Regions from separate parts of the Mus musculus genome. Here all the other regions are linked to region 3. The links are chromatin contacts, called in public HiChIP or PLAC-seq and promoter capture Hi-C maps. All regions are on one chromosome and are shown on one strand. The core of a region is the stretch at or near the end of the contact, and the rest is flanking DNA. Distances in the headings are between cores, read along the strand shown.

Region 1 (3,873 bases), core at 398-2,897, 1.1 Mb after region 3:
ACATGGTTGTCTTAAACAAACAAACAAGCAAACAAACAAACGGGAAGAACATAGAGTTTGGTGCTGGTTTTGTAAGAATGAAGGGGGAGTCAGGAGAGACACATGTGGGAAACTCTTTACAGTTTAGATAGGTCTCTCTATAACTTGATTTATAGCCTGAGCAACTACTGGGAGGAAGAAGTTGGGCCACAGAGTGTCTTCATCTAAAGGTGATATTAGGAACCCTCCCTGCCTCTGTTTCCAGTCCACTATGAGACAAGCAAGCCTTTTGTGCCATATGCCCCTGCTGTGGGGTACTGTACTAGCACCAGCCCAAGGCACCAGAACCAGGAACCATGGTCTGGATCGTCTCAAATGTGCGTGCGCTAAAGCAACCTTGCTCTCGTACTCGGGTATATCGGGCATATTGTCATCATCATTATAATAGGCAGTGAGCAGTGTGCCCTTCCAGAAGCTGACTAAAATAAGGAGGAAAGTGCGCTGGGAAGAATTCATTCGACCTCAGAAGCCCAAATCCAATAGAGAAGGCACAAACGAAAAGGGGAGGGGCAGACTGTGGGATATACCCCAAGCAAATATGGGAGAGCTGTGTAAGGATTCCGTAAAACAAATACATCTCAAAAGTTTATTCTGGAGTTCTGGGAGTTCTTCGGACAACAATGACTTTTCCTTTTCCTTTTCCTTTTCCTTTTCCTTTTCCTTTTCCTTTTCCTTTTCCTTTTCCTTTCCCTTTCCCGTTTCCGTTTCCTTTTCCTTTTCCTTTTCCTTTTTCTTTTTTCTCTTTCACTCAGGAGTATTTCTCAAAGGGGCACAGCGTGTGACCTTTCAATGTGCCATTTTGTCCTACTTTGCTCTACTTTGCTCTCGTTGCTCTGAGAAACACCACAACCAAAAGCAACTTGGGGAGGAAAGGGTTTATTCAGCTCACACTCTTGGACCCCATTCCATCATGAAGGAAGGTGAGAGCAGGAACTGTAGGCGGAAGCCAGAAGGTGGGCACTGAAGCAAAGGTCATGCGATAACTCTGCTTACTGGTTTATCCACCTAGCTTCCATACTGCTGCCTTCCTTCTACCTTCCAGGATCATCTTCTAGGGACTACCCACAGCCAGCTGTGCCCCTCCACATCACTTGGTAATCAAGAACGAGCTACACATAGATGTTCTCGTATACCAATCTGATGGAGGTTTTCTCAATTAAGGTTTCCTCTTCCCAGATATATCTAGGTCTGTGTCAAGTTAACAAAGATAACCAGAACCTGCTTCTGTTTACTGTTGACTAGAAAATGATTTATTGTGTCAACCAGACTTCTGCAAGTGATCCTCTGCCCTCCATATGTGTCCTGTGGCATATCACACACACACATACACATGCACATACACACAAATAAAATGGAACAAAATGCCTTATTTTATGTTTAAGAGTAATTATGTATACTTATGGGTACAATGTGATTTTTAAAATATGTTCAGTCAATTTATCAGTAGCATTTAGATTTATGAGTTTTTCAACAAGTAATATTCTTCATGTAAAATTAGTTTGCAATGATTTCCCTGTTGGTCCCTTTGCCGGCCTGCAGGACTGTGCTCTGTAGAGCTTCATTCACCTACTACTGCTGGCACATTCAGAGTACTTCTCTCCATAAAGTGGTTCTCAGTCTTGAGAATCAAGCCAAGTGTGACCAACTCCAAACAGGAACTCAAAGTGTTTATAAAAGAGCTTTGTGGAAGAGAAGGAGAAAAAGGCTCACAACAGCCCAGGCTGGTATGGCCAGCTATGGCTTTAGTTCCAAGGACAAGTTCCCCATATAAATGATGAGGTGTTTTAGAGCTGTGGTCAATTTATTATATAAACTACAGCTAAGACTGCAAACTACCAAGTGCAACATGTCAGTTCTTAATTGCTTAATATCTAATGCCAAGAAAGTATTCCTCACAGAGTCCTTGAAAAGGGAAGCATGTTACAATGCCAGAAGGACTTTTCTAACTCAGCCAAGTACATATGTGTATGTGTATGCCCTTTAGCTTAGCCAAGGTCATCTCGGCTGCAAACCAAACCTACACCTTTCTTCACATTGCCTTCACAGAGCTATTTAATTTAGCAAGGGAAAGCCGAAGAAAAATTATGTCGTGTTTGTGGTTTTTCTTAGCAAACAGTTACTACTAATCCTTCTTTAAATTTAACAGCATTTTCATTTTATATACTTTTGAGTTTAATTTTGAAATATAAGAAACACGTTAAAATTATTTGACATTCTACCATCAAATAATGACACTTGGCACATTCTTTTGTAATACTGATAAATAGGAAAAATATATGTAGAGACATAAAATAAAGTCTTATGGATGTTATTTAATGGGTAAAGATCATGGCATTTTTACATGTACCACTACATATTATTTTGATAGTTATCTATTGATAAATATTTATACAAATCCCAATTCTTACCACTTAACAATTTTATGCACACAAATATGTGTATTCAAATATTTGTCAAGTTTCCTTCACATACCTCTTAAAATCAGGGTGCTCAAAGAGACTGGAAATATTTCAAATAAGATAATAGAATGGTATTTGTGAGCTCATTACTAATAAAACACAATTTCTAAATAATATTCTTGGTTTCAGAGTGGAAACATTTTTTTCCACTACCTATTACCTGCAGAACAAATGATAAAGAGCAGACTGAACAATTGTGGCACAACTACATGTGGTTTTCTGTTTGTTGGCTGGTTGCTTGCTTGGTTGGTTGGTTGTTTTATTGCCCTGACACGTTTGGTCCCTCCCTTTCAAGCTTCCTTCCATGATATAGAATCTGTCAGGGAGGTTCTTGACTGATGTTTCTGGAGCTGTGGTCTCCTTCCTTAGATTGCTAAGTATTTTTGCATAGCTTACTGACAGAAAAGGGATTTAATAGAGGATGTCCCTGATTCCCAGTGTTGCTTATCCTGATTTTGTTTGCAAGTATGAGGGCAAGGCATCAAACAGAACCTACTGTCACTGGGTGGAAAGATAAAGAAAAAAAAATGTGTGTTTGCTCCTTTGTTGTAAGGGCAGAGGGCATGGCTAAGGTGTGTTGGTATCCTACAGCCATTCTGCTGCCCAGTACTAATTGAACCTGACTTTAGTGTTTTCATTAAAGTCAAATACAAGAATCCCAGCCCTTTCCCCAAGAATGAAAGACAGACAGGGTAAGAATGCAGTGTGGCTAGTTAACTAAGAAGAACGGGTATTTTTTCCAATTAAAAAGGAATGCTCTCCAGCTGAAGAGAAAACCTACACAGAAAACAACTGCTCACCACCTAAGGGTTCCCTTGGAAATCAATCAGTAAGAAACAACGAAAGATGCTAAGAAGGAAAAGGATGCTTAGTGTTACCTGGTGCATGTGGAATTGTCAGGTCAGACTGATCAATAAGCATGGATGTCATTGGAGTGGCATGCAAATTTATTTTACGTCTGTCACCTAAAATACTAAAAATAAAAGAGACATTAGACACTGTCTTAATCAGGGTTTCTATTCCTGCACAAACATCATGACCAAGAAGCACTTGGGGAGGAAAGGGTTTATTCAGCTTACTCTTCCACATTGCTGTTCATCACCAAAAGAAGTCAGGACTGGAACTCAAGCAGGTCAGGAAGCAGGAGCTGATGTTCTTTACTGGTTTGCTTCCCCTGGCTTGCTCAGCCTGCTCTCTTATAGAACCAAGACTACCAGCCCAGAGATGGCACCACCCACAAGGGGACCTCCCCCTTGATCAGTAATTGAGAAAATGCCTTACATTTGGATCTCATGGAGGCATTTCCCCAACTGAAGCTCCTTTCTTTGTGATAATTCCAGCCTGTGTCAAGTTGACACAGAAAACTAGCCAGTAC
Region 2 (3,483 bases), core at 467-2,966, 1.7 Mb after region 3:
GGACCTTCCCAGACTTTTACTAATGACATCTACATAAAGAGTTAGCTTTGTCCCATTCTGAGCCTGTTGTCTCTAGCTGTGTTTTTGGTTGTCCACCTTGGTGTGGACACTGCTTGTGGCACTCTTAGCATGAGGATTTGGCCCAGGAGCTGGGTTTCTCAAGGTTGATTTGCTCAGCTCGGCAAGCTCTGTGGACATCAGCTACCCAGTGTTCCAGACGTTACACAGGCCTGTGAACTGGGGTTGCGTGGCAGCGCAGTCCCTGGTGTGACCCCTCTCAGTAGCTCCAGATCCACCCTGTTCTCAGACACCTAGACATCTACAGTCCCCTCATGTCCTGGTCTTGAGCAGGGCAAGTGGGTACTGCAGGGCACTGGCTACACAGTGCTTAGTGTACCCATGTGACTTCAAGGTGTGTGTGTGTGTGTGTGTGTGTGTGTGTGTGACTTAGGTCTGCCATTCATGTTTTTGGTGGGTTTGGTTCCTTGTTTTTATGGGCAGCCTGAACAAATGTAAAAGTCTTTGTCAGTGTTTTATCTTTTCAGAATTCCTTTTTCACTCACTTTACATTTGACATTGGAATAATGCCATGGTTCTCTTCTTTGGAGAAGAACCTGTCTCAGGACCTGTTCTTTACATAAGAGAGCTGAGTACGTGTGGGGGATGAGGAAGGGTTTTTAAGAGAGACAATAAACTGGAGGGGACACTGCATACTTTAATGACATCACTGTGGGAAAAACATCTGGAGCTTCTAGATTCTTGATGGATTCAGGAAGCCTAGAACCTGGAACTCGGAACTGGGAGACATGCATGGACTGGTCCTTGCAGAGGGTTCCTCCAGGAACTGCTTCCAGTATCTACCACAGATGGGCAGGGGAATGGGTACCACTGACAAAGAAGCCTGACTGAAGTCAAGTTTGGAGATGGTTGTCTCAGTATCATAGTTACTAACTTTGATGCTTTATCTAAATATTTGAAGTGGACTTTGAGTTGATCTCCAGAACATGTCTGTGTAAACTGTACTGTTGACTTATTTTAGAATACTGGTCCCTGGGCTCATTCAATGCCTATGGAGAGGTACACCAGTTGCTCTTGGACTTTCATAGCCCTGTGTAGCCAGCTGGAGGAGCACAATTCGGGGTCTGGTGTTGGGCACAGTGTGATGTATGTGAGTCTGTGTGGCTGATGGAGTTGAGGTCAGAGCTCTGGGCCATGGATATAACCAGAACACTTTCCTTCCTTAAATGCAGTGTCTCTGTCCCTCACCCTCTGGCACGGGCTGAGACATGGGAAAGGATTTTCCCAAGTGCAGGATCTCTTATCATTCCCTCTAAAAAGAAGACAGGGCCAGAGGAAGACCATTGTATTCTGGCCTTCACCTACCTCAGGGCTGCCTGCATGATGCTCTCTCTCCTCAGTCTCTCCCCGGTCACTCTGAGCTTAGCCTTGGATGGTGTCTGAGCCCAGCGCAGGTGGCGTTCTCGTTGTCGGGTAGCCAAGACCTGTGACAGAAGGGGGGCACCATCATACTGGGGTCAGCATTGGAGAAAGAGAGGCTTTTGGTGTCCCTGCCAATCCAAGAGCTGTCATCATTGCTCTCTGCATTGCATTCAGGGGGACAAAGAGGGACTTTGTGTAGTTAACACACACTGTGTTGTTGGGGAGGCGATGCGAGATGAAGTAGACCCATTTGAAAACTCTGCTCATGTCCCAGGCCAGCTCTTTTGGCAAGGACTTCATCTGGGCCTTTAGAAAGCACAGCTACACAGGAGAGACACGTTCACTGCTGCCCAGTCACAGGGGCAATTGCCTTTGGTATTTGCATACTGCTTTCTGTTAGAGACCTTCAAAGACTGGAAAACTGAGTTTAAAGCAGCTTGTTTTAGCATGAATGATCTTTGTTTTGTTTGCCTTGTGTAATAAAAGCACCATTGCTTCCATGTTGTAGCGACGTGTGTTCATGGGCAGGACTAACTGTAGCTAAGAGGCAAACCCATGGGAAATAGTCACCCATTCATTTCTCACTCATCTGCTTAGCCATTCTAGGCACGTTCAGAGAGCAGCCCCTGGGCCCCTCAGTCCTTCCTCACAAAGCTGCTGGGCTTCTAAGAAATACAGAGCAAAAGCTGTGAAGTGAAGCTTGGTGGTCGTGGTTCAGATATGTCCTATGTGCTGAGGACTGCAAGTATGGCCGAGTGCCTGGGAGACTCAGCAGGTAGAGCATCAGGACTTTAAGGTGATGGCAGACACAGGGTTGGAGAGTTGATCCTGATGAGGATGGAGCTCCTCAAAGGCTTCTTGGTTCTGAGGCTAGGACTACCCTGTGGCCTCAGGGTTGGACCCAGTTGTCTGGGCTACCAGAGCAAGAAAGAGCCTTGGAGGAAGGCAGCCTGCCGGTGTGTAGAGAATTGGTGGTGAAGGATGGAGTCAAGAAGGCAGGAAACAGTGGGCCTATGGTTGGGATGTGGAGACTGCTAGGTCCGTGTGGAAGTAAGGGAAGAGAGAGGGTGTACATTTCCTATGAAAAGCAAATGATTTAGAAGTTCTGAAACTGTGGTCAGAAATTAGAATTTTCATTAGCCTCTAGAGTTTCTTTTTCTTTTTTTATAATTTTAAAAAATTGTAAAATAAAATAAATACTCCTATTTATTTATATATTTATTTAATGTGTATTGGTATTTTGCCTATGTGCATATTCGTGTGAGGGTATCAGATTCTCCTGGTACTGAAGTTACAGATGGCTGTGAGCTGCCATGTAGGTTTTGGGAATTACACCACAGACCTCTGGAAGAGCCATCAGTTCCCTTAACTGCTGAGCCATCTCTCCAGGTATTACCTCTACATTTTCAAGTGTATTCATTTCCTTGTGGTTCTGATTTCACTGGGATTGGGGTAAATGTAAGGAAAGAAGCTTAAGAAATTCACACACACACACACACACACACACACACACACACACACACAGAGTGGGGCTCCAAAAGCACAGCCAAATTTGAACTAAGGTCTGAATCCCCATCTTCATGGTGGAAGCAGCAGATCCAAACGCTCCCCGTTCTGCTCACCCTTTCAGCCTCCTCAGCAGTGTCAGGACTATAGGAGATAGGAGAAAGAGGAACACGGGTTCTGGAATGTTCTTCCAATTCCAAATCCAGACCCTTGGTCGCATCTTGTAAAGACTCAGTAAAAAACTTGCTGTCATGTTTCCGTTTCCAAGCAAAGACAAGTGCTGCCAAGCAGATCTGGAAGAGAGGTGCCCAGCATCCACATCTGTTTGTGCCCCTCCCACAGAGCCATCTTTCTGGTCTTGCACTGCCAGCTGACTTTATCTCACTTCAAAATAGGTACCAGAAGCCGCTACCCTGAAATCCCCAGTACCTAGTCACCAGGTATGGCCTCCATCAAGAGACTTGCTAGGGGCCTTATGGAACAGATTCATAAACTGAAAATATAAGCAAAATGATTCATCTCTTTTGGGAGTTTTAA
Region 3 (3,674 bases), core at 992-3,491:
CTTTGTGGGTTTTTTTTTTTTTGAAAGTACAGGGACAAAGGAAATGCTAATATGTAAATGATTGTATTTGTATTTATCTTCCAAGAAGCTGAGTAATTTCTTAAACGTCCCTTTTTTCCTTCTCTTTGTTCTCCTTAGATAGCTGACTACAATAGAACTATTAAATAGGGAATTGTGAATTGTGTCACAGAACTATATTTTTTCCTTCAATGGATATTGAAGCCTCCAAACTCTTTTGTAATTAAAGCTCACATCAATTTTTACTACAGTGTTCAATGGTGATTATTAATAGAGGTCATTAAGGCTTAACTCAAAATAGCAATGCTAGTATTTCTTAAGATTGCTTTTGGTATACCACAGAACGCACTAGAAGTTAAAGACACACAGGCAAATGGCATGATTTTGCCTTTGTCTGAGTCAGCGAAACAACTGGAATCTTGCTTTGCCAGGAATCCAATGCTTCTCGGGGATGAACATACCAGGACTTGCCTGTACCCGGGAGTGTAGGTCAGCAGCCACAGAAATCATAAAGAGACTCTCTACCCAGCTAGCCCTGGTCCTGGGGGCTCGATCTGCACCATCTGCCAGCCTGGTGTGGGAAACCGGAGAATTCTAGCCTTCAGATGTTCAGGGCAAGAACTTGACTCACATAACTAAGCGAGACTGGCTAGGAATGCTGGCCATTTAGAGCAACAGCTAAGAATGCTGGCCATTTAGAGCAACAGCTGCCAAATCCATTTAAATGTTTCTGTTTTGTTTTGTTTTTTCCTTAAAGGAACGAAGGATGCCCTTAGAGTGACTGCCTGCTTGGTAGGGCTTGCAGCAGGAGAGGTAACTGTTAAACGTTTGCATTTTTCTCATTGGCGCTGTCGCTGTCCCCACTGCTGCTGCTGCTGCACCTAGGTCGAATTAGAAAGAGTAACATTCCTGGGTCGTACTTCGCATTTCTAGTCTCTGCTTTGGCAGGGAACCGGCCTGAGTCTGCATCCTCTGCACCAAATGCAGTCTCTGAATCTGGAAGGCGCTGCTGCAGAGCATAGGATGGCGCCTATGGGGCCCGAACCGGGCTCAAACCTTTTTGCAGCTCCTGGTGACACTGAGCAGTTTTGAACTTTAGGTTTCACAGTTTCAAAGACACCAGTGCTCTTAATTTCATCTCGTTAGTTTTTGGATAAATTGGGACACAATCCTGCGTTGCCAATTAGCCCGTGCAAATGATAGGATGTTTCAAGACAGGTACTGTTTCCAACAGCGTGGCTGCCTGCAAATACCTTCATGGTCCGGATCCAACCCGGGATTCCTACACTCAAGCTTCCCTGGGATAGACGCGCTCCTTCCCAATTTATGAGGAATGAAAACCCAGGTCAACAGCTGGGTTACACAGACCTAAACCTGGGTATCCCCGCTCAGCGAGGAGACTCTCCAGTGACTGGGATCTGTCCACTGGCAGTCTCCCTTGCTACCCGCTCGTCCTGGCACTGAATTCTACCTATTTTCACAGAGCGCATTTTGCAACTTATAAGAAAAGCTGTACTTTGAGAACCAAGCAAGAGGAAAAATGGGTTCAGTGCCTCACTCCGCCTCCCAGGGTCCATTTTCCAACCTTCAATATGAGCCAAGACAAACATCTGAAGATACACTCCCTGCCACCCTCGTCGGGTCCCAGGGAGTTGCGCGTGGCGCACGTGGCAGGGACAGCTTACCTGGAGCAGGTTGGGAGGGGAGGTAGGTGCTTAGGCTGCCTGCAGCGCTGGCGTTGGCGCAGAACCCGCGGCCATTCAGCAGCGCCCTCAGCGGGTACTGCTCCGCGGGCCGCGGCTGGCAGCGGAGGCCGGTGCCACAGCGCTCCGTGTAGACGCCGCACGCGTCGCCTTCGCGCAGCGCGCAAGTCAGGCAGCAGCCGCAGCCGGGCTCTCGCACCAGCTCCGTGCACGCGGGCGCGGTGGGCGGAGGCGCGCACTGGGACAGCGCACGCGCGTCGCACGGTTCGCAGCGCACCACGGGGCCCGCGCCCACCGCGCCCGCGCCAGCTCGCGCCACCGGCGGTCCGCGGAGCAGAGTGAGGGCAGTGAGCGCAGCCGCCCAGAGCGCGGGGCGCGCGGGATGCATGGCGCCGGGTGGACGGCTCGGTGGAGGGGAGCGGAGTGGAGCACGCGGGATGAGGCGGCGGGATGAGGCGGCGGGATGGGAGCAGCGAGCAAGCAGGTCCTCAGCGCCCAGTCGCCGCTCTAAGCTCGCATCTGGGCAGCCCGGGCGCGCAGGCCGATATATAGAAGCCGGGGTGGCGGAGGACACGCCCCGGAACGGCGAGGGTGGGGGGTGGGCCGGCGCAGGCTCCGCTCCGGGGCCCGCGCCTCCCGACGAAGCGGGAACGAGGACGGGGGCGCGCTGCGCGCGTCTTCACCGGGCACCTGCTCTCTGTGCGCACGCCCTGTATCAGGGCCACCTCTTCACGGGTAACCACAGGCGCTCCAGGCCACCTTGCGTCTCTAGAGTCCCAGCCACTCCAGGGACTCTGGTCTTCTCTTCCTTCAATGACTCCCAGCCAATTTGGCGTCCCGGACCCTATAGCCCCTCCCCCTGGATGGCTGGCTAAGCTGGCCTTTCCAGGGATGGTTTATGTTTGGGAAGCTGGCCCGGACCCATTCAGCGCCTGTGTACTTTGTAAAGTTCCCGCAATGGAATTCCTCGTGTAGGGTATGCTGTATTAGGCATTTCCCAGCGAGAACGCGCAGATCACTTTGAGGTCTGGAGAACCTTAGAGCTCGAGGTTTAAATCTGCACCACGGGCCACTTTAGCTCCCAGAGTCTCAGCACCGCACAACCTCACGCTGACAGCTATGGGCGCAAAGGATTTGCTTTTCAAGGAGGTAGGGACTCAAAATACTCAAATACGTCGTTGCACTTTCCCAGATAGGAGTGAGGACAGTTTTTTTCTTTTTAAAGATGAGAAGTTCCTCTAGTTCTTGTTTGGGAGAATCTTTTTAGCGGACGCATCTGCGTTAAAATAACTACTGAGACACTGAAGCATGCATGATTAGTAGCCAAGCAGCCCTTAAAATGAATACTGTTCACAACGAGTTTTAGTCATCGTTGGACCCCTATACCAACTTCTGATGTGCTCCAGTGCAGACTGGAGTTCTTGCTAATCCGTTCATTCTGACTTGAAATCCAGGCGCAATAGCGCAGCTATTGAGTTCTTTTGTACGAGTCTCTCCAAAGTCTGCACGCTCCTCCTATAGGTGACCAACAGAGGACGCTGGTGGTCCAGAATTGAATCGACAGACTTCGCGGTTTATTTATTTATTTAAAACAATTCGTGGATGAGTGGTGGGAACTTGAGAGACCGACTTGGAAGGAGACTTTCCTGGATACTCTTGAGTTGTTTACCATAGGCTGGGGAGATTGTCTTTGGGGAGATCTGTGCAATTTTATGCAGGAAGCAAATTAAGACGACTTCCCCCACATATCCCTCCGTCTATCATGTATATCTTATCTGGTGAAGTGGACATTCATCCACCCGTGTGTCTTTACATCTCCCTGTATCTGTGGCTCTCTCTACAAATTTATATCCCCTTTAAAAAAATTATGTCTTAATTTTAGTAAAATTTAGTTCTCCCTTATTTGATACTATAAATAAGAATGATAAAATTTTGGACCTTTACAAAGAAAAA
Region 4 (3,712 bases), core at 129-2,628, 1.0 Mb after region 3:
GAAGCTTATCCTGAAGGTAGCCTTGCTGTAAAGTACAAAGAGAAGCAGTATGAATCAGCTATGAGCCCGAGTTTAGCATGCTTAAATCCCTGGGCTGCAATCTCCAAAATCTAGGTCAAGAGTTGGGTAAGATGGACAAGTGCCATATTTTCCTTAGGACTTACTGTTTAGCTCACAATGGGAAAATAGTCTAGAAAGAACACAAATAGAAAAACACCATTCCACTATTTTGAGAGAATCTCGTGAAATTCTTTCCTGTACTGAGAACAAAGGGATTCAAATTTGGGTTTCTGTGAGAAGAGAGAACCTGAAAGAAATGCAGAAGAAATTTAAGAAATTTGGAGATGGAATTGAAGCTGTAAGTGGCACTGCCAACATCAGAGTGGATAGGAAGTGGCCTGGAAGTGGCCTAGATGTTGTTCCTAATGAAGATTTGTGTGTGTGTGTGTGTGTGTGTGTGTGTGTGTGTGTGTGTGTGTGTGTTTCATGCATACAGCATTTACAGTTTCAACCCAGGGACCCATGAAGTCTTGTGGGATTTTATCTTTTATTTTCTTTACTGACACTCTCTCCTCCCCTCCCCTCCCCTCCCCTCCCCTCCCCTCCCCTCCCCTCCCCTCCCCTCCCCTCCCCTCCCCTCCCCTTCCCTTCCCTTCCCTTCCCTTCCCTTCGCTCCTCCCATCTTTCTTGAAGCATCACAGCAAATAGATAACAAGCCCTCTCCCATCCAAGTGATACCTCTTCCCATAAAGACAATTTATGTCCATGAAGATTTAGGCTATGGAGAACGTGATGACCACACATCTCACACTGCTGTGGGAGGTTTCTGCAATATTTGGCTTTGGTTGTTAACTTGATGAGAATTAGAAGTATGTGGGCAATTTAGGGCTCACTCTGGGTGCCCAGCTAACTCTATACATCTATGTACTCTATGCATTGAAGTGGAAACTTTATTGCTACTATCAGTGGCACTGGGGCATCTGAAAGTTCCAGTTGCTTTTAATAAAAGGAAGAAAGAAAGGAAGGAAGGGAGAAAGGACAAAGCCCTTGGGCAATGAGATTTTAAGTATAGTAATATATCATTAAAATGCTCAGCAAGCATCTTAGTGTCCTGTACTTTTCTCTAGGTATAGGTGCCCCTGCTCTATTCCAGTGGCTCTCATAAGGGGCCCTAGACAACAATGCAAACATCAGGACCATGTTCAAACAACAGCAAAAATGTTGTCCAACATTAGAAGCATTGGGTTTTAATGATTTTTAGTATTCGATTCCTGTAGCCAAATCATACTTGCTGGGTTAGCTTTCAGAACTTAGAACAAATTGTCATCTAGTAACTTCTAATGATCTCAGCTTGAATGCGTTTCCTGCTCTTAGTGAACTTGGAATGTTCTGGGCTGCGTGTCAAGTGCATTCTCATTGTGTGACTGCCAGAGGGGAAAATGCCCATTGTCGTGGCGATTGCTATTTTTATTTAAATCGCGTTCCAACTTTTAGAAAGTCTTAAGGGTCATAAATGTGCAATGGTGGATAAAGTAGTTTTTTTAGAGTACATTGTTTTCCTTTTTAAAAAAGCAATACATGATCATAAAAGCAAATTTTGAAGACAAAATTTAGAAATGAACAAAATTAATTCCACACAGACATTTTGTTTAGTAAATACAATTCCCATACTCACTTTGGTGACTTTGGAACTCAGTCATGTAGACAAATATGTAGCTTGACAACAGATAAATTCATTGAGTATATATGGGGAGTCACCTTGTACATATCACATTGATATATATATATGTCATATTCATAAAGTCTATCTATACATGAATTGCTTTGTAGAACTACAGATATGGACATATGTACTGCCAGTGTAACACATGTACGTAAATACCAAAGATGATATTGGGAGATATAAATGTATAGCTTTATGCAATGAAATTTTAGGAATCTGCTTTTCCAAGTCTAAAATTCTAGAAAACATGCGTTTCATTTTTCATAATGCTTTTTATCATTATCAATTGAATGAAACTTCAAAAATGACCAAAGCAATGACTAATATTTCATCATTTGGAAAACAGATGTAAGGATATTCTCACTATAATTGACTGCCATGATGAAGTTGTTTCCTGATGAAGACTTGTATTTGGATAATATGAAAACAATCTTCTGTTACAGGAATTATGTGTTTCCCTTGTTAGGATATATATTTTAGAACATGAATTGTTCATTCAAAGAGCATGATCACTTGTTGAGAAATTCTAAATGCATAAAAAGAAAATTATTGTTTATAAGATTGTTTGGTTGACATTCTACACTCTACTCTTTATTCTCTATGAAGAAAACACTACAGTTCTTAGAAAAGAATGTGTTAACATATGTGTGTATATCTTTCTTAATAATAGGTGCTTACTAGGGTTTGGAATTTACCAGAGAGTTAGACAGACCCTGCTGGGCTCTTCAACTATACAATTTCACACAAGCCATATTTGTAGATCAAGAATGAGCCCTAACCCAAGTCCCAACCTTCTGCCTGTGCCCAGAAGATGACAACAACCTTACCAGAGAAGAGAGCCACATGTGGATACCCCCTTTCCCACAAAAGAATGCTGGAAGTACTTGTCAGAGTCAAGTGATTTCAAGTCCCTACAAAGGACTGGACTACAAAGGTAGTTTTACAAAGGCCAGATACTTTGACAGGGATAGTAGCAGCCTCCCCACAAACCAAGGGTCATGAGCTACATCTAAAAGCTTTATAAAGTTCAGGATGGGTACCTGGGTGACTGTCATGCCCACAGGAGGATGGGGAATAATATTCTGGTCTATATGAAACACAAAAGGGTGTGTTGTGTCAATGTCCCAAGGTGCTACCTGGGAACCATGAGACATGGGTCTCAGGTCACAGTGCCAGGGGATATGAGAACAGTGGCCTGACTAGGGGTTATGTGAAGAGTTCTAAGAGCCTGAGAGCATATGGCCAGGTAGAATATGTGATGGAGAGTCAGTGAGTTTGGCAGTCACATACCCAGGACAGGGAAAAGAATTCCCTAAGACACTTGCCTTCCTCCTCTTCCTTAATCCCTCCAGCTATACCTTCAATGTGGGCTGAAACTCATGAAGAATCCCAGAAAGTGACAGTTTAACCTCTCCCACTTACCTCATTGCCACCTGACCCAAGACAGAAAATCTCTGCTGTAGACGCTGGAAACTGGCTTGTCACAAGTACTAGTTTCCAGAGTCAAGCAACTTTCTGTTTCTTGCTCAGATTCTTCATCTGGGGAAAGAGGATTTGGGAGCGCGTTGTACAACGTCATAGTAAACATTAGCAAAGAAAGCTACAGATGCCCCAGGGGTACATAATTTAAAGTGTGACATGAAGGCCACTTTTATGTTTCACAGACATCTGTGTCATCATAGCAGCAGGAAATCCACAGCCTTGCACCACCACACTCTGGGATGAGTACTTAAACGTGGCCTGAGAAAAGAAGCCAGGCAGTTGCTTCTCTCCTGACCCACTCTCCCATGTTGCTACGTGATGCTCAGTGTCTCCCAGCCTCCTCAGAAGTGGCTCAGTGCTCACCTCCTGTGCCTGTGAAGCGAGCCCTTGCCAGAAAACGTGTTGACAACCCAAGGGATGCCATGATTACTCAGAGAGCCCTCTAGGAAGAAGCAGATGAGAGTGCCCTATGGTACAATGCACCAAAGTGTAAGGAAGACTCCAACA
Region 5 (3,919 bases), core at 277-2,776, 1.4 Mb after region 3:
CACATGGAGTTTATCATAGAAATCTTCCTAGGAACATGACTAACTAGGGTCCACCCAAAAATCTACCTGCAAAGATGTACACCATTTACGACCAACAGAGAGAGACAGACAGCTGAGCCCCACTAGCCACACTAAATGCACATACTGTCAATAGCAATCCAGCTTGCACGGTTATTTTCAAACTGGAAAATGCTTAAGCTGCCACAGTGTTCTTTTTAAAGGATCTGGGCTTGGTCAATTCAAAAGGCGCAGGAAATACAAGGCGCCCACCAGTGGACTCAGGGTTTCTGGGAATTGTGTTTTAAACATCCCTGCAAGGGCCAATAGACTATGATTTTATTAGAAGCTGGTGGAACTTTCAGGAGACCAAGAGGGAAGGCAAGTCACTGCAGGTGTGTCCTTGAAGGGGATATTTGGGACCCTTTCTTGTTGGCTTTGTTCCCAGGTTGCCAGGAAGTGAACTCCCTGCCAAGCTAACTGCTTCCTTCCTACAGGCTTAAAAGCAAAGACGCTGACTGACGACTGACTATGGACTGAACTCCCGGACCACATAAGCCAAAATGAAATGTTCCTCCCTGTCACAGACTTCCTTGGGTTTGTTTGCACTAGGACGGAAAGCTGACCGAGAGGATGCCAAAATTCCTTAGCATTTTCCCAAGCTACAATGATGGCAGGTTTTATAGAAACATAGCCCAAAACGCAGCTAGATAAAAACCTCATCTATTGCCTCAAGGGTAAAACTGAGGAGGATTTGAAAACACATTCCCAAACAGCCCCCGAGCGCCAACCCAGCCCCCACCCATATGTGAACCACCTATCTATGAAGCCTGCCTTTCCTCCACCCCTGAGCACCTGACTCTATAGGTGTTTTCACAGGCGTCAAACTGAACACACCTGTCCCTATCACTGGGATGAAGCCATTTATCATTCTGATCTCCCTGTGGAAACCTGCCCTCATTGTAGCTTGGGAAAATGCTAAGTGTCTCCTCCCAGGCAGGGGGGTCTTACAACACCTTCAAACCAGGAAATTCTTCCAGTCACAGGCCAGGAGCTTCTCAGACCCATTCAGAAGGAGAATTCAGCACAACCAATACTCTGGTTGGATCTGGAGCCAGCAAGCAGCAAGGGTCACAGTCACACAGGACCCTGCTGTCTGCTCAAGTGCCTGACTGCAGGAGAGGGCTGCTGAAGCCTGGGTTTTCCCTCAGGTCTGTGTGGTGCCAGAGGTTGATCTGTTTATTTCCCTGAGCACATTTCTGATCTACTTCAAAATGGCCAGTGAGGAGTAGGTGAGTGAGGAAGTCTCTAAGAAAGGTGAGGGATTACCAGAGTAGAGAGGAGCGCCAGGACCAGGCCGAGGGAGGCCTTTGTTCTGGAAGGAATGTGCACAGGCTCAGACACCCTGGCTAATGGCCCAGTGTGGCCCCAGGGCTGCCCGCCCGCCAGCAGGCCAGATGTGGGCCTGTACAGTTTATTGTGGGCCCACCGTGAGGCTGCAAACTGCAGCTGTGCTCCAAGGTAATGAGAGCCAGGATTCCTGAACCCTCTGGAGGGAAATAACTGGCTCCTGTGGGCCTGGAGTAGGCTGGGCTCTTCTTCTGTAAAAAGAGAAGCAACTCGCAAGGCCCCACCCATGATTTCAGAGTGATTTCTTTTTTATCTCCCAACTACTGGATTCTGAAACATTAAAAACATCAGGACTTGGTTCCATTAAAACTACACACAAGGGCTAAAGAGATGGCTGAGGTTAAGGCTTTTGCTGCTTTTGCAGGGGATCTGGGTTCCATTCTAGCACCCACACTGTGGCTCACAACCACGTGGTTACGGCATACGTGTGATGTACATGAATATATATAAAATGCAAATAGGTATTTTAAAATATGTAAATAAATAAAATGTACACACGAGGTGTCCTATCACACTGTCTGCTAAGGAGCATTACCTATTGTCTACTTGGAAGTATCCCCTGGTCTATGGGGTGTGGCCTGCATGTCAGTCATCAGCAGGCACTCAGGTTGAAACTTCCTGGCAGCCGTATCTTCCAAACAGAAACGAAGGCAGGTTGTAAGGGTATGTGGCTGAGATTATCTCTCTCCAGAGAGAAGAGGAAGAGGAAGAGCCAGTAACTTAATGTGCCATAATTAGAGCGGAAAGGAAGGAAGAGGAGATGTAAAGAAAGGCTGGCCTCAGTGTCCGAGGAAGCAGCTGGGACCAGAGTTCTGGCTGCAGTATCTGAGCCAAGCTGGTCCATTCAAGGAGAGTGAGGCATTCCCTCCCAGCGACTGAGGAAGTCCCCTCTTTGAGCAAGCAGTCACGCTGTGCAGACATTGGACTCATCTAACAGCACACGGTGTGGGCAGACTACTCACCCTCACTAACACTTGCTGTCTCCTCCCGACAGTGAAGAAAATCAACATGGAAAATCAGACTACGAGCAGACAGAGACGCTGGCGTAAGCCACAAGCACTGGGGAATGTGACACTCTCCCCAGCTTGGGATGGACGCACAGATAAAGGTCCCACCCTTTCACTGATGCCTCCTAGGGGCACCTGAACCCATCCGGAACAGGTACTCCACAGGGAAACTTCCAGATCACTGGCATAACACTTTCAGCATAACCCTCCTTCATGAAGTTTGCCCGTTTGGGACAAAACGCATTAAAGCCAGCTTACCGCTCTCTTTTTAAAAGATCACTATAGTTTTTACGAATCTTTAGATCATTATTATGGCCCTCAAGTGGCTACTTTGGGCCAGAAAGATGTCTCCGCAGGTAAGAGTATTTGCCCGATGACCTGAGATCAGTCCTGAAACCCACATCATAAAAGGAGAGAATGGACTTCAGCAACTTCTCCTCTAGCCTTCACACACAGGTCAGAAAATACATGGATACGTACACGCATGCATACAGGCATACGGACATAGACACACTTCATACAGAATAAACAAACAACCAAATATAAAATATTAAGAAAATAAATTTTTCCCCTGGAAAATTCTGGAGGCCCCTGATTTGTGTTGTCTTCTATTTCTTAAACAAGATGGCCCTGATCGTGGATTACCCATCCTTCCCTGGTTCCCCCCTGTGGCAGAAGCAATCGACACTGGTCATCTGTGCTGCCACATGAGGAACCCTAAACACAGCTACACTGGGACGGGTAAAAAATAAAAACCAGAACCAGGCACAGCAGGTCATGTCTGTAATTACAGCACTCGGGAGGCTGAGGCAGCAGGATTCACCAAAAGTTCAAAGTCACATGAGCTGTAAAAACAAAGTAAGTGCCTAGACACTCTCTGAGAATGCACTGTGCCACACAACAGTTTGTGCCACAGGAAGACCTGCCACACAGACACTGAGGACCTCCCCAGGGACTCTGTGTGCAGGACCATGTTCCTTACCACAACAACAGACATGCTCAAAACACTCTTGATGCAGAATTCAAAACAAAGTTCCCAGAAGCTTGGGGAATCTGCGTCTTCTACTTTTACGAGTAACAGGCATCAAGGAAATGAATGTCCCTGCCCCTAAGCTGCACTCAGCAAACTGTGAGTGTACAGAAAATGGTGGAGGAGGGGTGCAGATATGACAGAATGGGATCCCCCCCTTTTTTTTTCAAGACAGGGTTTCTCTGTATAGCCCTGGCTGTCCTGGAACTCACTCTGTAGACCAGACTGGCCTCAAACTCAGAATTGACCTGCCTCTGCCTCCCAAGTGCTGGGATTAAAGGTGTGCACTACCACTGCCTGGCGCCCAAATTTGGTCTCAATGTAAGAGAATGGATGCATGAGTTTTGAGACTTACTTTGTTTGTTTCCTTCTGAAGTCCTGGTTATTGAATCCGAGTTCTCACATGCTACACAAGTGCTCCACCAAAAGATACAGCCAATCCTCGGGGGTTTTGAAATGCAGTACATACTCCTTC
Region 6 (3,985 bases), core at 1,208-3,707, 1.2 Mb after region 3:
GGATGGCCCACCCTTAATCCCTGATTGGCTGAGCAAGCCTGCCTGGTGAGGTGATGTGACCTGTGGTGATTGGTGGGGGCGTGGTTGTGGCTGGAGTGGAGAAAAACACTTGTAACTAGAGAGGCTGGGGGGATTTGAAGAAAGTAGCTGCCTGAGTAAACTGCTTAAAGAAGAACCGGTGGTTGAGTCTTTCTTGCTGGTCGAGTGGGACGCGACAAGAGATCTCCCTGATTTGCTGCCCTGCTAATCCCATCTGTGATTTTTTTAAAAAAAACACCTTGAATAATAACTTCTTCTCATAATCAGGCCCCAAACACTGACACCATTGCACACACTAGCAAGATTTTGCTGAAAGGACCCAGATATAGCTGTCTCTTGCGAGGCTATGCTGGGGCCTAGCAAACACAGAAGTGGATGCTCACAGTCAGCTATTGGATGGAACACAGGGCCCCCAATGGAGGAGCTAGAGAAAGTACCCAAGGAGCTAAAGGGGTCTGCAAGGCTATAGTGGAACAACAATATGAACTAACCAGTACCCCCAGAGCTCATATCTCTAGCTGCATATGTATCAGAAGATGGCCTAGTCAGCCATCAGTGGAAAGAGAGGCCCATTGGTCTTGCAAACTTTATCTGCCTCAGTACAGGGGAACGCCAGGGCCAAGAAGTGGGAGTGTGGGAGGGAGGGGAGTTGGGGGGGAGGGTTTGGGTGACTTTCGGGGTAGCATTGGAAATGTAAATGAAGAAAACACCTAATTAAAAAATAATAATAATAAAAATTTAAAAAATAAATAGTCAATCAAAAATAATAATAATAACTTCTTCTGATACGTGGCTATAGCAGCTCATATAGCAGTTCTAGGTTGGAACTTACTATCTGAAGCCACCTGGATCCATGTTCCCAGCCAATGGTCACTCATATTAGGCTTGGAATAAATGGTCTCCTTTCCTTCCAAGGACAGAGCTGTGTTTTTAGCGGACACACCATACACAATTAAAGGCTGCAGAGCTGCTTTCCAGGACCCATCCATCTATACACACATTCCTCTTGTTTCTTAAACCAACACCAACTGGAAAAGCATCTGTGGATAAAATTTGTTTTCAGCTGAGTTAAAAGCATAGGTCCCCCAAAAATGGCCTGCTCGGGACCATAATCCCTGCTAGGCTGTCAGCAGGGGGGAGAGCTTCAACAGATGTCACCATCCCCAAGGCCTCCGGAGCTCATCGCGCTGTTAAAGGTCTCCTTCACAGGGGATGTCTATGGAAGTCGGGCGGCATAGCAACCATTTTACTCACAAGTGTAAAGTGTTAGAGTATTCACAGTTCACTCTCGCCATGGTTTTAGAGCAGGCCCACTATTCCACAGAGAAGGCGCTTTTGTCTGGTCTCCAGATGCAGAAACACACACACACATACACACACACACACACACACACACACACACACACACACACACACAAATACCCAGAGAACTATGCTTCTGCAGAGGTAATGAAGAGGAAATGGGAATACACAAGGGGGTCAGAAACTATACATACACACACATACACACACATACACATACATACATACATACATACATACATACATACACATATGTCATGGCAGACAGAGCTAGCATTCTACCCACAAGGTTAAACTGCTAGAGCATATTCACATGTAACAGACAAAGAACAGCACCCTCTCTCCTTCCCTTAGAAACCTCCACAGAACCTGTTTCAGCTCCCAGGGGACATCCAAGGAAACATGAAAACACGAGGACAGTGCTTTATGTGCTGGCTCGTGTCGGCTACCTCTGTTCTGGGGGCATGGATGATACTGGATTATTTGTGACACTACTTATGAGACCGACCTCAGGTTTTCAGTCTGAATGTTGGACTTTTTGCAACTCCTGCCATAGTTGGGGTGATAACACCACTTGTTGGAAACATTCCCCCCACTCATTTGATTGTCTTCCTGGCTTCCACACGCCCCGTCAGGTTTCATCTGGGACTAACGGGAGGGCTGAGGCCTGCAGTTGTCAATAACTAGGGAGCTCTAAGTCCAGGGTCTACCATGAAGTTCAGGTCCAACCCAGGCCATAAGCAACAGGGCTTCAGTAACTATACTTTTATCCTCTAAGGCAGTGACTCTTAACCTTCCCAGTGCTGCTATCTTTTAATACAGTTCTTCATCTTATGGTGACCCCACTCCAACCATAAAATTCTTTTCCTTACTACTTCATAATTGTAATTTAGCTGCTGTTATGAGTCCTAATGTAAATACCTGATATGCAGAATATCTGATATGCGACACCTGTGAAAAGGGTTGTGACCATCAGGTTGAGAGCCACTTTTCTAAGGGGACTAATATTTGCCATTACACTCATCCTCCCTTTTAAGCTGGCAACAATTTACAGATTATAAAGACACCCTGCTGTAGGAAGCTATGATAGCCACTAGGGGGCAGGATCACCTCACTGAATTCTCAACAACTGGCTGGCTCCACGCAGCACAAAGCTGGGGGCAGAGGGAGGAGAGCACACTGGTAATGGAGGTTTTGCTTGATTCTTGGCATTAGAAGGCAGCCTGCACTTTGGGGGAAGCCCGGGAAGCGTGCATGCACAAAGAGGCAGGGACTGAGTTCCTGCAGCCTCCTCTGCTGCATTGTTGGTTGTCCTGAGAAGGCAGGATGTAGAAAGCACCGAATGTGAAACAACACATTCGGTGGTGTGAAACAACACATTCTTTGTGTTTTTCCTTTTGCTGGTGGCCAAGGCACAACCCTAAACTTCATGGTCTATGAACGGAGACTGGGCCACTGCCAAGACAGACTGAGAAGCAAGCTACTCAGTGAGCATGACCACCACACTACTTATGCCTTAGAAGCCAAGGCCAATTTGCTGTTTTCAAACCGTTAAAAGCCGGCAGGGCCACTGAACCTGTAGAAAGCTAATCATAAGCCCGTTGTCACTGCAGGAGGTTAGAGATTTATCAGCTCAGAGCACAGAGGAAATTCTTGTTGACTTAGAATTTGAGGTCATATCCTCACCCAGATGGAGGGGAAACATACACGTGTGTGCCCAGGCTAATGATTCCTGGGACTCATCTCAGCGGGTGGCAGCTTGGACACATAAACCAACCAACCATAGTGATGCACTGCACTTAGCAAACAGCAGGCACTTAGCTCGAGTCTGCTCTGCAGACCTAATCTACTCAGTGTAGAGTCAGAACCCAGGAGACCTGGCACGGGGCATGAAACTGCTGAGCCTCTGGTTCTCCAGTATCTGCCCTACAAAGACGCATGCACAGAGCAAGGGTCTGGATGCTCTTTGTCAAAGTGGGGAAGCTTTTAGTGACACAGTGACACTCTTCCTATCCATCTTTGCCCTGCATAACAGGCTGGAAAAGTAGCTTCATTGCACTGATGAGCCAGTCCTGCACGAAGAGGGAAATGCTGGCCAGGCAACACAGCAGATGGATAAAAGATGAGCTCACTTGTCTAGGTAGCCCTGGAATTTAGACCTGGCCTCCTTACGTGCCAGGCTTGAGGGCTCGTCCAGTAAGAAGTGGACAGCCGCAAGCTTCCTTACCCTTAAGTTAAGGAGTTACTGAGACTGTGAAGTCTCTGTACCTCATGAAATGGTGGTAGATGTTTCTAAGACTCTTTAAATGGCTGTCTGAAGTGTTTACAAATAAGAGGTTCATCTCAGGCCCCATACAACACTGAGGGAGCACAATGAATCCAGTATGTGGGGTGAGTAACGAATGGATTGGGGTGGTAGGCCTCCGTGGTGCCCAGCCCAGCCCAGGCTACATCCAGTCATCGCTGTAACACCTTTCATTTCTAGTACAGGCATTTAGACTTATAAATTTCACTCTGGCCACTGCTTTAGCTACACCCCATGGATGCTAGTTTTATTTTCTACGGAACATTCATTTCTATGTGAAACACCAGGCTTCCTTGCCCACTACCTCGGCCCCACACAAACCCTGCTACTTAGAAAAGT

What was found. Promoter capture Hi-C pulls out the DNA fragments that hold promoters and counts their contacts. HiChIP or PLAC-seq counts read pairs in DNA pulled down with a chosen protein or histone mark.
Region 1: a contact with region 3 is called in a promoter capture Hi-C map of the C10 cell line, with 15 times the contacts expected there. The contact joins the enhancer-like site here to the promoter of Igfbp3 in region 3. A contact is called at or near these places in 12 of 39 promoter capture datasets (the C10 cell line, the HPC-7 cell line, HPC-7-derived erythroid cells and 6 more), 27 of 484 Hi-C or Micro-C datasets (the G1E-ER4 cell line, LSK cells, the N1E-115 cell line and 14 more), 4 of 115 datasets of contacts at active chromatin or transcription factors (embryonic stem cells, epiblast stem cells and stem cell-derived neural progenitor cells) and 1 of 9 other capture datasets (pancreatic islet).
Region 2: a contact with region 3 is called in an H3K4me3 HiChIP or PLAC-seq map of embryonic forebrain, with 18 times the contacts expected there. The contact joins the enhancer-like site here to the promoter of Igfbp3 in region 3. A contact is called at or near these places in 6 of 39 promoter capture datasets (the C10 cell line, embryonic stem cells, hematopoietic stem and progenitor cells and 2 more), 2 of 15 datasets of contacts at CTCF or cohesin (embryonic stem cells and stem cell-derived epiblast-like cells) and 4 of 115 datasets of contacts at active chromatin or transcription factors (astrocytes, embryonic forebrain and stem cell-derived neural progenitor cells).
Region 4: a contact with region 3 is called in an H3K4me3 HiChIP or PLAC-seq map of neural progenitor cells, with 20 read pairs. The contact joins the enhancer-like site here to the promoter of Igfbp3 in region 3. A contact is called at or near these places in 13 of 39 promoter capture datasets (the C10 cell line, the HPC-7 cell line, cranial neural crest and 8 more), 9 of 115 datasets of contacts at active chromatin or transcription factors (embryonic forebrain, embryonic stem cells, fibro-adipogenic progenitors and 5 more) and 1 of 9 other capture datasets (liver).
Region 5: a promoter capture Hi-C map of embryonic stem cells shows a contact between it and region 3, with 4 times the contacts expected there. The contact joins the enhancer-like site here to the promoter of Igfbp3 in region 3. A contact is called at or near these places in 6 of 39 promoter capture datasets (the 3T3-L1 cell line, cranial neural crest, embryonic stem cells and 3 more) and 2 of 115 datasets of contacts at active chromatin or transcription factors (embryonic forebrain and pancreatic cancer cells).
Region 6: an H3K4me3 HiChIP or PLAC-seq map of forebrain shows a contact between it and region 3, with 26 times the contacts expected there. The contact joins the enhancer-like site here to the promoter of Igfbp3 in region 3. A contact is called at or near these places in 3 of 39 promoter capture datasets (the C10 cell line, cranial neural crest and embryonic stem cells), 1 of 484 Hi-C or Micro-C datasets (embryonic stem cells) and 6 of 115 datasets of contacts at active chromatin or transcription factors (embryonic forebrain, embryonic stem cells, forebrain and 2 more).

What each region holds. Positions count from the first base shown.
Region 1 is chr11:8,283,799-8,287,671 of GRCm38.p6, forward strand. No RefSeq gene overlaps it. Among named protein-coding and RNA genes, the nearest start is that of Tns3, 380 kb to the right of the region's middle. Within about 2 kb of position 1,648, at least 5 of the 459 cell types and tissues checked have an H3K27ac peak or open chromatin away from gene starts, as enhancers often do.
Region 2 is chr11:8,862,420-8,865,902 of GRCm38.p6, forward strand. Pkd1l1 (polycystic kidney disease protein 1-like 1) reads right to left here. Exons shown (of 52, transcript XM_017314870.1): 39 at 3,063-3,239; 40 at 1,384-1,502. Among named protein-coding and RNA genes, the nearest start is that of Gm40814, 57 kb to the right of the region's middle. Within about 2 kb of position 1,717, at least 47 of the 459 cell types and tissues checked have an H3K27ac peak or open chromatin away from gene starts, as enhancers often do. A contact at or near this core is called in embryonic forebrain and stem cell-derived neural progenitor cells, where this site is marked.
Region 3 is chr11:7,211,682-7,215,355 of GRCm38.p6, forward strand. Igfbp3 (insulin-like growth factor binding protein 3) reads right to left here and starts at 2,242. Exons shown (of 5, transcript NM_008343.2): 1 at 1,704-2,242. The coding sequence starts at 2,109.
Region 4 is chr11:8,214,428-8,218,139 of GRCm38.p6, forward strand. No RefSeq gene overlaps it. Among named protein-coding and RNA genes, the nearest start is that of Gm27393, 330 kb to the left of the region's middle. Within about 2 kb of position 1,379, at least 22 of the 459 cell types and tissues checked have an H3K27ac peak or open chromatin away from gene starts, as enhancers often do. A contact at or near this core is called in heart atrium, neural progenitor cells and stem cell-derived neural progenitor cells, where this site is marked.
Region 5 is chr11:8,657,800-8,661,718 of GRCm38.p6, forward strand. All of the region lies in intron 1 of Tns3 (tensin 3), which reads right to left. Among named protein-coding and RNA genes, the nearest start is that of Tns3, 4.8 kb to the right of the region's middle. Within about 2 kb of position 1,527, at least 96 of the 459 cell types and tissues checked have an H3K27ac peak or open chromatin away from gene starts, as enhancers often do. A contact at or near this core is called in embryonic stem cells and pancreatic cancer cells, where this site is marked.
Region 6 is chr11:8,421,969-8,425,953 of GRCm38.p6, forward strand. No RefSeq gene overlaps it. Among named protein-coding and RNA genes, the nearest start is that of Tns3, 240 kb to the right of the region's middle. Within about 2 kb of position 2,458, at least 83 of the 459 cell types and tissues checked have an H3K27ac peak or open chromatin away from gene starts, as enhancers often do. A contact at or near this core is called in forebrain, pancreatic cancer cells and stem cell-derived neural progenitor cells, where this site is marked.